2 separate regions of the Zea mays genome follow, and region 2 is linked to region 1. The links are chromatin contacts, called in public Hi-C maps. All regions are on one chromosome and are shown on one strand. Each heading gives the region's core, a stretch centred on a gene start, on an enhancer-like site or on the middle of the called end of the contact. The rest is flanking DNA. Distances are from core to core; before and after follow the strand shown.

Region 1 (5,193 bases), core at 866-3,365:
GAGTTCGCAAACAAATACAAGGTATCAAACAGTAGGACACCAAAATATTTGACTGGTCTCTATTTCCAGCACCCAAAAAAAACTTGGAACAAGCACTTGATGGAAGTAGCATCTCGCTATGACTGAACAGAACAAAACAGGCTACAAAGTTTGGCTGCTTCACTTCTTGTCTTCCTTCTCTGCCTCAGCTGCCTTCTTCTGGCGGGCACCGAGGTGCTTCTTGTTCATCCGCTCAAGGCGGAGCTTGCCATAGGCCGCAAACGCCTTCATCTCATCTGTGACCTTCACAACCTCTACAGAGCGCTTCTCACCGCGAGTAATTGGCATGTAGTCACCCTGTACCTGGGTAGCAGTGGTAAGCTCCTCCAGAGTAGAGTCACCAGCCTGCAACAAAAGTAGGTGATAAGGGATTTTGAGATCAAAGCAGCCAGAGACAATGCCTTCAAGAGATACTTAATTGTTCAGGAAAAGATGACTACTCATACCTTGACCTTGCGAGCACGCCTTGGGAAGATAACCAGCTTGGCCTTGTATGTCTTAAGCCTCTGGACATTGGCCTGCAGCCCCTCAAGGGATTTGTTCTTGCGGCGGTGATCCACAGAAATGCCAATGGTTGGAGCAAGCCTTTTTGGAATGCCCGCAGCCTGCAATCAACATAGTTACTTCTAATATCAAGATAACACAAGGTAATTCAACAAGTAGAAAAGGAACAGCAAAAATTAAACACCATGAGATAGCAAAATTTATAAACATTAGAAAATTTGTGGTCATGCAAAAGACAGCATATCAGCCTCTATACAGCGGTTCACACAAAAATAGCATGTGGCATACATACAACAGCAATTCATTTGATATGAGAACAACAAAACAAACATGGCTCAAGAGCAAACAATGCATCACCTTCAACTCCTCAAGGGTAAAGCCTCTCCCAGCCCTTGACTTCATGTTGTACTTGAGAGTCTGGCATTGAACAATGGGACGAAGAGGGCCAGCAGTTGGTCGTGGGAATATCTTCACAGCCTTCTTTTGACGTGCTGCACAGAGAACATAGCAGGGTAAATTATACGCTTGTCAGCAGGTGCAATAGGGGGGAAATCATACATAACAAGTAAATCAATGAAAGCAATTGTTGAGTAAAGCAAGTGAACTTTTAGTTTGGTTACTTCATCGATAGCATAAAGGGAAAACAATGCACTGCAAATCAGATACAAGCATAGCAAACCCGATTAGCATATTCACCCGGACACCCGGTAGGTGGTGGCTTGGGAGCTATCCAGGCTTAGCTAGTGCAGGCCGCCAGGCCTGAATACTAGGTGGTGTCATGGTACAAACAAGGAACAGCCAACTGGTGTTACAGTTTAAAGGATGAACAAACTAGTGTTAAAACTAACTTATTTAGCAAGCCAATACGAAACCAAACATACTAGATTGCAACAAACTAAACCTTGCACTGGTTCATTATCGATGGGGATGAGGCAATTGCAATGGGCAGGACAAGTGACCTGTTTATTAGCTAGTTTGAATTCAACAAGCACGCGAAATGTTGTAGGTAGGCTAAAAAATGGCGATGAGCTCACCGATGCGGCGCCTCTGCTTGCGGGCGGGCTGGTTGAACCATGTCTTGACATAGTTCTGCCAGTGCTTCTTGAAGTGCCCGTTGGGGATGACGTTGTTGTGCTTCACCATTTCGCCCTCTTTCTCTCCTTCTTACCTGTACACATCAACAACGCAACAGTGACGGCATCAGCAGAGACGAGCAACGAGCACACCACGGGAACAAGAATCAACGAGCTGCCGCCAGCTCCACCCTATGCTCTCGTTAGCAGCGCCTCGAGCAAGTTGCAACACCAATGCACACAAACGCATCGAGAGCACACCAGATCCTATGGTCAGCGCTAGGAAACGGATCAAGAGGAACCCAGAGCCGTCGCGCAGCAAGATCCGCGTGCGCATCCCACAGGCCACGGCTAAGCAGTCGATTAACAACCGAGATCAGACGGGCAACGAACCCACACGCAGCACAGAACGAAGCCCAGGAGGTAGGAAGCCGACGAGCAAAAGGTCTTACCTGTAGAGGAGATGCGGCAGCGGCGCGAGGAGTGGAGGCGGAGCGGGGTGTCCAGCGGAGGCGGGGTTTTGCGCTAGGGTTGGGTGCTTATAGGGGTCGGAGGAGAGGAGGCGCGAGCCCTAGCTTGGACGGCCGAGATCTCACCATTCTGGTGACGGAATTGATGGGCCGTTGAGTGGGCGGATCTCATCGGGCCTTTCTAATGGACAAGTGAAAATATTTCCATGAGGTGGGCCTCTACGTCCCCGTTCCGTTCCATGCTGTTTGGGCCGTAGGTGCACGTTTCATATTTAGGGAGAAAATTGTCGTGTTTTCTGATTTAAACATAAATAAATATGATTTTTAAATGGTCTTTTACTTTTTTATAAACATAAAACCATCTTAAATTTACCTACTCGAAGGGTAAACTTTCATGTGTTAAAAGTTTGATGAACAAAATATATACGGTTTTAGAATTACGTGACCGAAAACAAACAATGGCCGACTATCGAGTTGAAATATAGTCCATGAGTTCACAAATATATTTTGTCGTTGACTTTAAAAAACTTTAATTACTTATCTTATTTAAAAAAATCGTGAGTTGTTGTTTATTTTTTTATAATTTATTTTTATCATTGGAGGTCATTTGAACATGACTTAAAATGTTACATTTTTGAATAAATATTTTGAATAAGATGAGTGGTGAAAGTTTTTTTAGAAAAAAGGTCAATATTATCATATATTTGTAAAAGGAGGTAGTATTCTTTGTTGTTGTGGATTAGGACCGCTATTGTATATGTACGGGTTGTTTGTTGGTGCATATTTTCCCTTTCATGGCGTGACAGGGCTTTGTATGGTGTGCAAGAGGATTCTTCCACATGAATCCTCTTCAATTCTCTGGTCACCAAACCCGTTCTTAAAATTACTGAGCAAAAGTATGGTCTCATCTCTTGAAGATGCATTTGCCGGTAAGCAAGAGCGGAGGCGTTGCTCGAGCAACACCTTGTCCCAGCCCAACTAGAGACCCACAGTAAAAAAAACTAATTTCTAAGTCCTAACCCTACTATTTGGGCAAGACCGATGCACGCATAACGCACCCGCTTTCGACCGTCGACGCCAGCATCTAAGCTCTGTCGGTCGTCTGTCGTTGTCATGTCCCTGTTCCACCAGGTGCCAACTCCAATCTCCCTGTTTCACCGAGCTCGAGCTCCGGACCACCCACGCCTAGGCCGACTCGGCTTCGACGACGCCTCCTAGTCCCAGGTCGCCTGTCTGCCTAGCCAGGCGAGCTCCACCACAGCTCCTTGACAGCCGGCAAGATGAGGTGCTCCCCGCGAGCCATCGTGCCGCCCGAGCTCCTCCTCGCAGATCCGCCCCGCGCTGCAACAACCCAACAACAAGTATTGGCTTCCGTCGTGGACATGGTGATGTGGTACATCGTATCTCATCGCCTCTTCTCCTACATCGCCCTCCATGTCTCTTTTTTCAATTGTTTAACAAATTTTACCTCAATTTGCTATTAATAACACATTTCTCTTATTTAAAAATGAATCCGTGGAAATGTATATTCTTATTTCAATTGTTTAACAAATTTTACCTCAATTTGCTATTAATAACACATTTCTCTTTTTTCAGATTCATTCGCTATACAACATTTAGTTATAAATGGATTATGATCATGATGACTCTGGAATAAGGTAATAGTAAATTTTATTTCGCCGTTATGTCAGCAACATCTTAATTTTAATGTGTCCTCCACCACTATCGGTAAGTGAGAGCACCTAGAGGGGGAGGTGAATAGGTGATCCTGTAAAACTTAAAACTTAAGCCACAAAAACTTGGTTAAGTGTTAGCACAATAATTGCCAAGTGGCTAGAGAGAAGTCAAAACGCAATAACCACAACAGATCAAAACACAGAGATGGCACGGTGGTTATCCCGTGGTTCGGCCAAGACCAACGCTTGTCTACTCCACGTTGTGGCGTCCCAACGGACGAGGGTTGCAATCAACCCCTCTCAAGCGGTCCAAAGACCCACTTGAATACCACAGTGTTTTGCTTGCTTTTCTTTATCCCGTTTGCGAGGAATCTCCACAACTTGGAGCTTCTCGCCCTTACACTTGAAATTCACAAAGAAACACAGAGCAAGGGAGGATTAGCAACGCACACAAGACACAAGAATCAAAGTATCAACACACACACAAGTCGCAACAAGAGCTCGCAACTGAAAGGGAAATGTGCCCTTGGGCCATTTCTAAGTATTTTGGTGATTTAGTGTCCAACACAAGTGCCTAAGTGTAAAAGATGGACAAAGTACAAATCAAGGATAAAGGTATGTTTCTCAGACTTAGTACATTGTTTTATGGACTAATGTATTGTGTCTAAGTGCTGGAAACAGGAAAAATCCAATTGAAAATGCCTTGGCTCGAACAGCCAAGACTTTGCTGAGTCTGGGAGCACCGGACTGTCCGGTGGTGCATCGGACAGTGTCCGGTGGTGCACCAGACAGTGTCCGGTGCGCCAGGCTGGCTCGAGCGAAGTGGCTGCTCTTGGGACTTCGATGGCGGTGTACGGCTATAATTCACCGGACTGTCCGGTGGTGCACCGGACTGTCCGGTGGGCCGTTCACAGGCGAACTCGTCGCTCTCGGGAATTCATCGTCGACATACGGCTATAATTCACCGCACTGTCCTGTGTGCACCGGACTGTCCGGTGAGCCAACGGTCGGCAGGGCCAACGGTCGGCCGCGCGATCTGCACGGGACACGTGGCCGAGCCAACGGCTAGAAGGGGGCACCGGACTGTCCGGTGTGCACCGGACATATCCGGTGCGCCAATGGCTCTCAGGCTGCCAACGGTCGACTGCGCCATTTTTGGAAGGAAATCGGGCACCGGACAGTGTCCGGTGCGCCAGTCGGCAGAAGGCAAGATCAGCCTTCCTTGATTGCTCTCAACGGCTCCTAGCTGCCTTGGGGCTATAAAAGGGACCCCTAGGCGCATGGAGGAGTACACCAAGCATTCCTACAACATTCCTAAGCACCAAGACATCGATTCCGCGCCTTTGATTCTTTGCGATAGCAATTAGAGCTCTAGTTGAGTGGTGAACTCTTGAGTTGTGTTGTGAGCTCTCGTTGCGACTTATGTGCGTG
Region 2 (4,780 bases), core at 1,120-3,619, 330 kb after region 1:
TCCGGACCCCATCCAAGGGACCCGACACACTACTTGGGAGTCCCGAACCGTATTCGGGGGTCTGGGTTGTGCGTACAGGGGTCCGGCGCTTCCTCGCGGAGGTCCGGTCCAACTGATTGCATCCTGGGATATATCATCTTTCCTGGTCACGTGGCGCCTCTTGAGCCGTCCACATGGTGGGGTCGGGTGCTGTTCACCGCGCGGTTAGAGATCGCCGCACGGGCATTGTGTCTTCATACTGTAGTAAGGGGTACCCCTGATTCAGGGTACCGATAGTCCCATATAATTAAAATAAATTAGCCTTCACAAAAATAAATAGAGCACCAAAGCAAATCTTTTTGAAATTCTATAACAAGAAAAATCCTTGCTCCAAGATGAATGCATCACATAATTCAAACTCTATTTTGAAAATAACTATCTCTCCTCTAATGGTTCTTGCCAAAAAATCAAATTGACTCTAAGGGATAGTCTAGAGGTGTTACACAATATTGATAACTTCGCCCAAAATGAATCCAAACATTGTATTCTGAGAGCGTATATCTTACCATATCAATAATAATCTTATTCTTCCTTTCAATTATACCATTCTGCTCCAAAGTATATTCGGTTAAAAATTCAAGTTTGATATCCTTGTCATCACAATATTTGTCAACTCTTGCATTTTTAACCCTATACCATTATCACTTCTAACTTTATTTATGTTATTCTGAAGTTCATTTTGAGCTCTTTTAACAAAATACTCGAAGGTTTCATATACACTTGATTTATCATGAAGAAAGAATATCCAAGTGAATCTAGTGAAATCAAACACATCCTTCAGTCTTTTGACAGGATTACACTTAGTTGTATACCACGGGGGCTTCAAACCATAGAATTCAGGGTCCGACCACTCTCATAATGAGAGGTTGGGACTATAGGAATTCGAGGGCCAGTAGAGGGCCTCGAACCTCTAAGTGATGTTAAGTGCTCTAGGGGACAGACTGCCCTAAGCACTCGTATCCTTCATAACGTCCTACGACACGAGGGCCCTAGGGACTTAAACTCATGAGCATCTCGGAGCATGAGGGATCCTAGGGAGTTGATTTGCTGATTAGAGACTCGAGCACGATGGTCCTTAAGGACTTAGATTGTTTTGTCCTAGGACGTCTCAAGGCACTAGGGGTCCCAAGCTGGCACCGAGTCTCTTAGTGGCTTTTTATGAGATTTTGTGGTGTAGTTATTCTTTCGAATATCGAATGATGTGTTTTTATTCCTTTGCTCCGAGGCCTATGGAGTGATGAAGGTGATTAAGTACAAGTTAGTGAGGGGTGCACGACATGACGAGAGGATCAGCTCATAAGATCAAGTATAATAAGGTGATGTAGACGGAGTAAGATATCTCATGTCAGATTTATGGTGATGCGGAAGAAAAAGAAATAAAGAGAGAAAGAGAACATGCTGATCATAATAGCCAGCTGAAAGCGGGCTAAACACAGTCTTCAACATAATTTGTGAGAGTAAGAGATGAACCAAGTATTAAACATATAACTTATTGACTAGACTTTTAGCTAATAGTACATGACATGACAACATTATAACCCCTATTATAAGCTATATTATTAACCTTGCTCTAACCATAAAGCTATCTACAGCTAAGTGTGTATATGGACGTGTAAAACACAATTTTTACTATAGTATGTACTGTTTACAGTATCAAATATGAAACACGGAATGTTGTAAGGAGACTACTGAAGATAATCTAATAAGGGGAAGGCCCATAGAAGAGTAGGTCCGGGGAAGATGAGATTGCCACCTGCATGTGAAATATTTAACTATTTGATATTGATATAGACATCATTTCTCAGTCTCTTCGCTTCGGATTAAAGCTAGATATTCATACCGCTGCAGGTGTAATACACAAATATAAAATACAGTAAAAACCGTTTTAGATTAAAGCTAATCCAACAACTTGTCTATGTCTGGTAGTTTTATTATGAGAACTAAAATTTGCTATGGTAAATAGTAACCGGTCTACAACTTTGTCATTATTGCCCCACTGGCAATGATTAGCAAAGAGATATGATTGAAGGTAAAGCTGATTTTTTACATATCCCTCCATTCGAAATAGGATCTATGTGGTGTATTCATTTGGCGTGACACATCAGCGAAACAGTAAAATTATAGAGCATAGAGCAGTTAATACTATCTGTAGCAAATTTACACCTGCCACCGTAAAATAGAGATACGAAAACTCCCTATCGACGATGACAAACGGCTTGCTGGCCTCTCCTACTGTTGTGACTGGTGCCACCTCTCCTTTCCCTTCTTCCTCCGTGCCCCAATCCCTCTTCTCCCCTCGACCAGCCGAGAGAGCGCCCCTACCGCAGCAGCTGCAGTGCTGCTCTGCTCTGCTCTGTTCTGCCCCCACTTCACCCTCTCGTCTCACCCCGCCTGCAGCTTGGTCGCTTTTCTCCCCAGTCTCCTCCCCTCCACCCTCTCGTCTCGTCGCACCTCACCTGCTTGGTCGCTTTTCTCCCCCAATCTCCTCGTCTCCCGCCGGCACCAATACCATCCTCTGTCCGCTCGCTGTTGCTGTTGCTATTCCCGTCCGTCCCGTGCTTCTACTCGCTAGTCGTTTCGTATTCGTATCCTCTCTCCTCAGCCGCCCTGCTCCCCTCCCGTCCTCTGGTGTCTGGTCAAACCAGCGGCTCCCAAGATTTGCCGCTGCTTCCTTCCTGGAGAAATCAAGCCTGTGCGGCGAGAAATCAAGAGGAAGGGGGAAGAGAGGGAGAAAGAGAGAGGGGCGGGGGTGGAGGAAAGAAAGCCTGCCCCTTGCGGACGTGCCTGCTCCCTCGGGGGCATTCAATTGGAGCCAACAGTGGGCGGGTGGGCGGCTGCTACAGCACGGCGGCCTCCATAAATTAGCTCCCCGCGTTCCGGCCCCTTCCGCCCCCTGTCGTCGCACCCGCCCCGTGTCTCCCCCGATCGGTCCGTCGATCACGCGGACGCCCGCCGGAGCATGCGCGCCGCGGGCCTCGGCCGCCGGAGAAGCAGCATCAGCCGCCGCGCCGCCGCCGGCGTCCGGAAGGAGATGTAGCGCTAGCTCCCCGACCCGCGAGGAAAGGGAAAGGGGAATGACCGTTACGGCGCGCGGGAGGAGCGGTGGAGCCGGGATGGGGGAGAAGGGCGGCGCTCCCGGGCTCGGCTTCCTGAGCCTCGATCGGATGCGCGTCCTCCTGCCGCCGCTCCGCCTGCCGGAGAAGCTGTCGGCCAGGACGCTGCGGACGCACCTCTTCACTAACTACCGGATGCGCAAGGTGCGGGACAGCTCCAGCTGGCTCATCCCGCTCTGGGTCAGCTCTTGGGTCCTCGTCGCCTCCCTCATCTACCTTTGCATGAGCTACCAGGCCGTCGGCAAGCGCCGGGAGTCTCTCGCCAGCATGTGCGACGAGCGCGCGCGCATGCTCCAGGACCAATTTAACGTCAGCATGAACCACCTCCAGGCGCTCGCCATCCTCGTCTCCACCTTCCACCACTCCAAGACACCCTCCGCCATCGACCAGGTAGGTACCCTGCTGTGCTGCTATCCTAGGGAGTGTTCCTTCACCTCAATCTAAGGCTAAGCAAGATTTCTTCTCCCGGGCGTGACGAAATCCATCTGACCGTTGCTGCAGAAAACGTTCGCGAGGTATGCGGAGAGGACGGCGTTCGAGCGGCCGCTGACGAGCGGGGTCGCGTACGGGGTGCGGGTCACGCACGCCGAGCGGGAGCAGTTTGAGCGCCAGCAGGGATGGAGCATCAAGAAGATGTACTCCTCCAAGACCAAGAATCAGTCGCAGGGACCCGGGAACGCCGAGGACGCCGAGGTGCGGGAGCCGGCGGAGGAGTATGCTCCCGTAATCTTCGCGCAGGACGCCTACAAGCACGTCATCTCCTTCGACTTGCTATCCGGCGCCGTGAGCACTCGCCCTGCCCCCAGCCCCCTACCTTCTCCTCGCAAGATTTCTTCATCTTTTTTACAGAGCAGGACCACAGCCGTAAAAAAAGCTGCAGTCTTTGGTGTTCACCATGTGCTCACCAGTCATAATCTGTTGCTACCCCTTTTTCACATCGGATTTTTTTTGCCCTTTCTTTTTAATCCGGGGTTCAATTACTCATGGTAAACCAAAAAAAATCATGTCATGGGCAACAGGGGTTATCCATCCACTAATCTCCTACGCCTCTTCTGCTCTTACAGGATGACCGGGACAACGTACTCCGAGCTAGAGAATCTGGGAAGGGTGTTCTTACTGCTCCTTTCAAGCTGCTCAATAATCGCCTTGGAGTGATCTTCACCTATGCTGTGTACAAGTATGAGCTTCCTGCAAATGCCAGGCCACAGGAGCGCATTCAGGCTGCTATAGGGTAAGCTCTTCATGAGCCCGACCTCCTATTTCCAGTAAGGAATGGTGCAACTGAATAACCGCTGGCCCTTTCTTTTTCTTTTTGCAAACAGCTATTTAGGTGGCATATTTGATATTGAAGCTCTTGTTGATAAGTTGCTTCACCAGCTCGCGGGCAAGCAATCCATCATGGTGAACGTTTACGATACTACTAATGAGAGACCAATCAGTATGTATGGTTCGAATGATACAGGCAGTGGCATGTGCCAGGTCAGCACACTGAACTTCGGTGACCCTTCAAGGAAGCATGTGATGCACTGCAGGTGATTTATTTCCTCTTCTAAGAAACCCGTAACTAAAATGTGTTGTCCTTGTAGTCTATTCATTGTAAAGCTCTGTGTCTCATCTGTTTCTCTTTA

The links. A called contact is a pair of places that touch in the nucleus more often than the background predicts.
Region 2: a contact with region 1 is called in a Hi-C map of ear, with 4 times the contacts expected there. The contact joins the promoter of LOC541641 here to the promoter of LOC100273645 in region 1. A contact is called at or near these places in 9 of 25 Hi-C or Micro-C datasets (ear, endosperm, leaf and 3 more).

Annotation. Positions count from the first base shown.
Region 1 is chr3:160,751,858-160,757,050 of Zm-B73-REFERENCE-NAM-5.0, forward strand. It overlaps LOC100273645 (60S ribosomal protein L13), which reads right to left and starts at 2,116. Exons shown (of 5, transcript NM_001161720.1): 1 at 2,069-2,116; 2 at 1,578-1,711; 3 at 901-1,034; 4 at 486-644; 5 at 1-384. The coding sequence starts at 1,686. The coding sequence ends at 160.
Region 2 is chr3:161,079,621-161,084,400 of Zm-B73-REFERENCE-NAM-5.0, forward strand. LOC541641 (histidine kinase 2) reads left to right here and starts at 2,370. Exons shown (of 12, transcript NR_158574.1): 1 at 2,370-3,542; 2 at 3,654-3,935; 3 at 4,217-4,383; 4 at 4,475-4,684.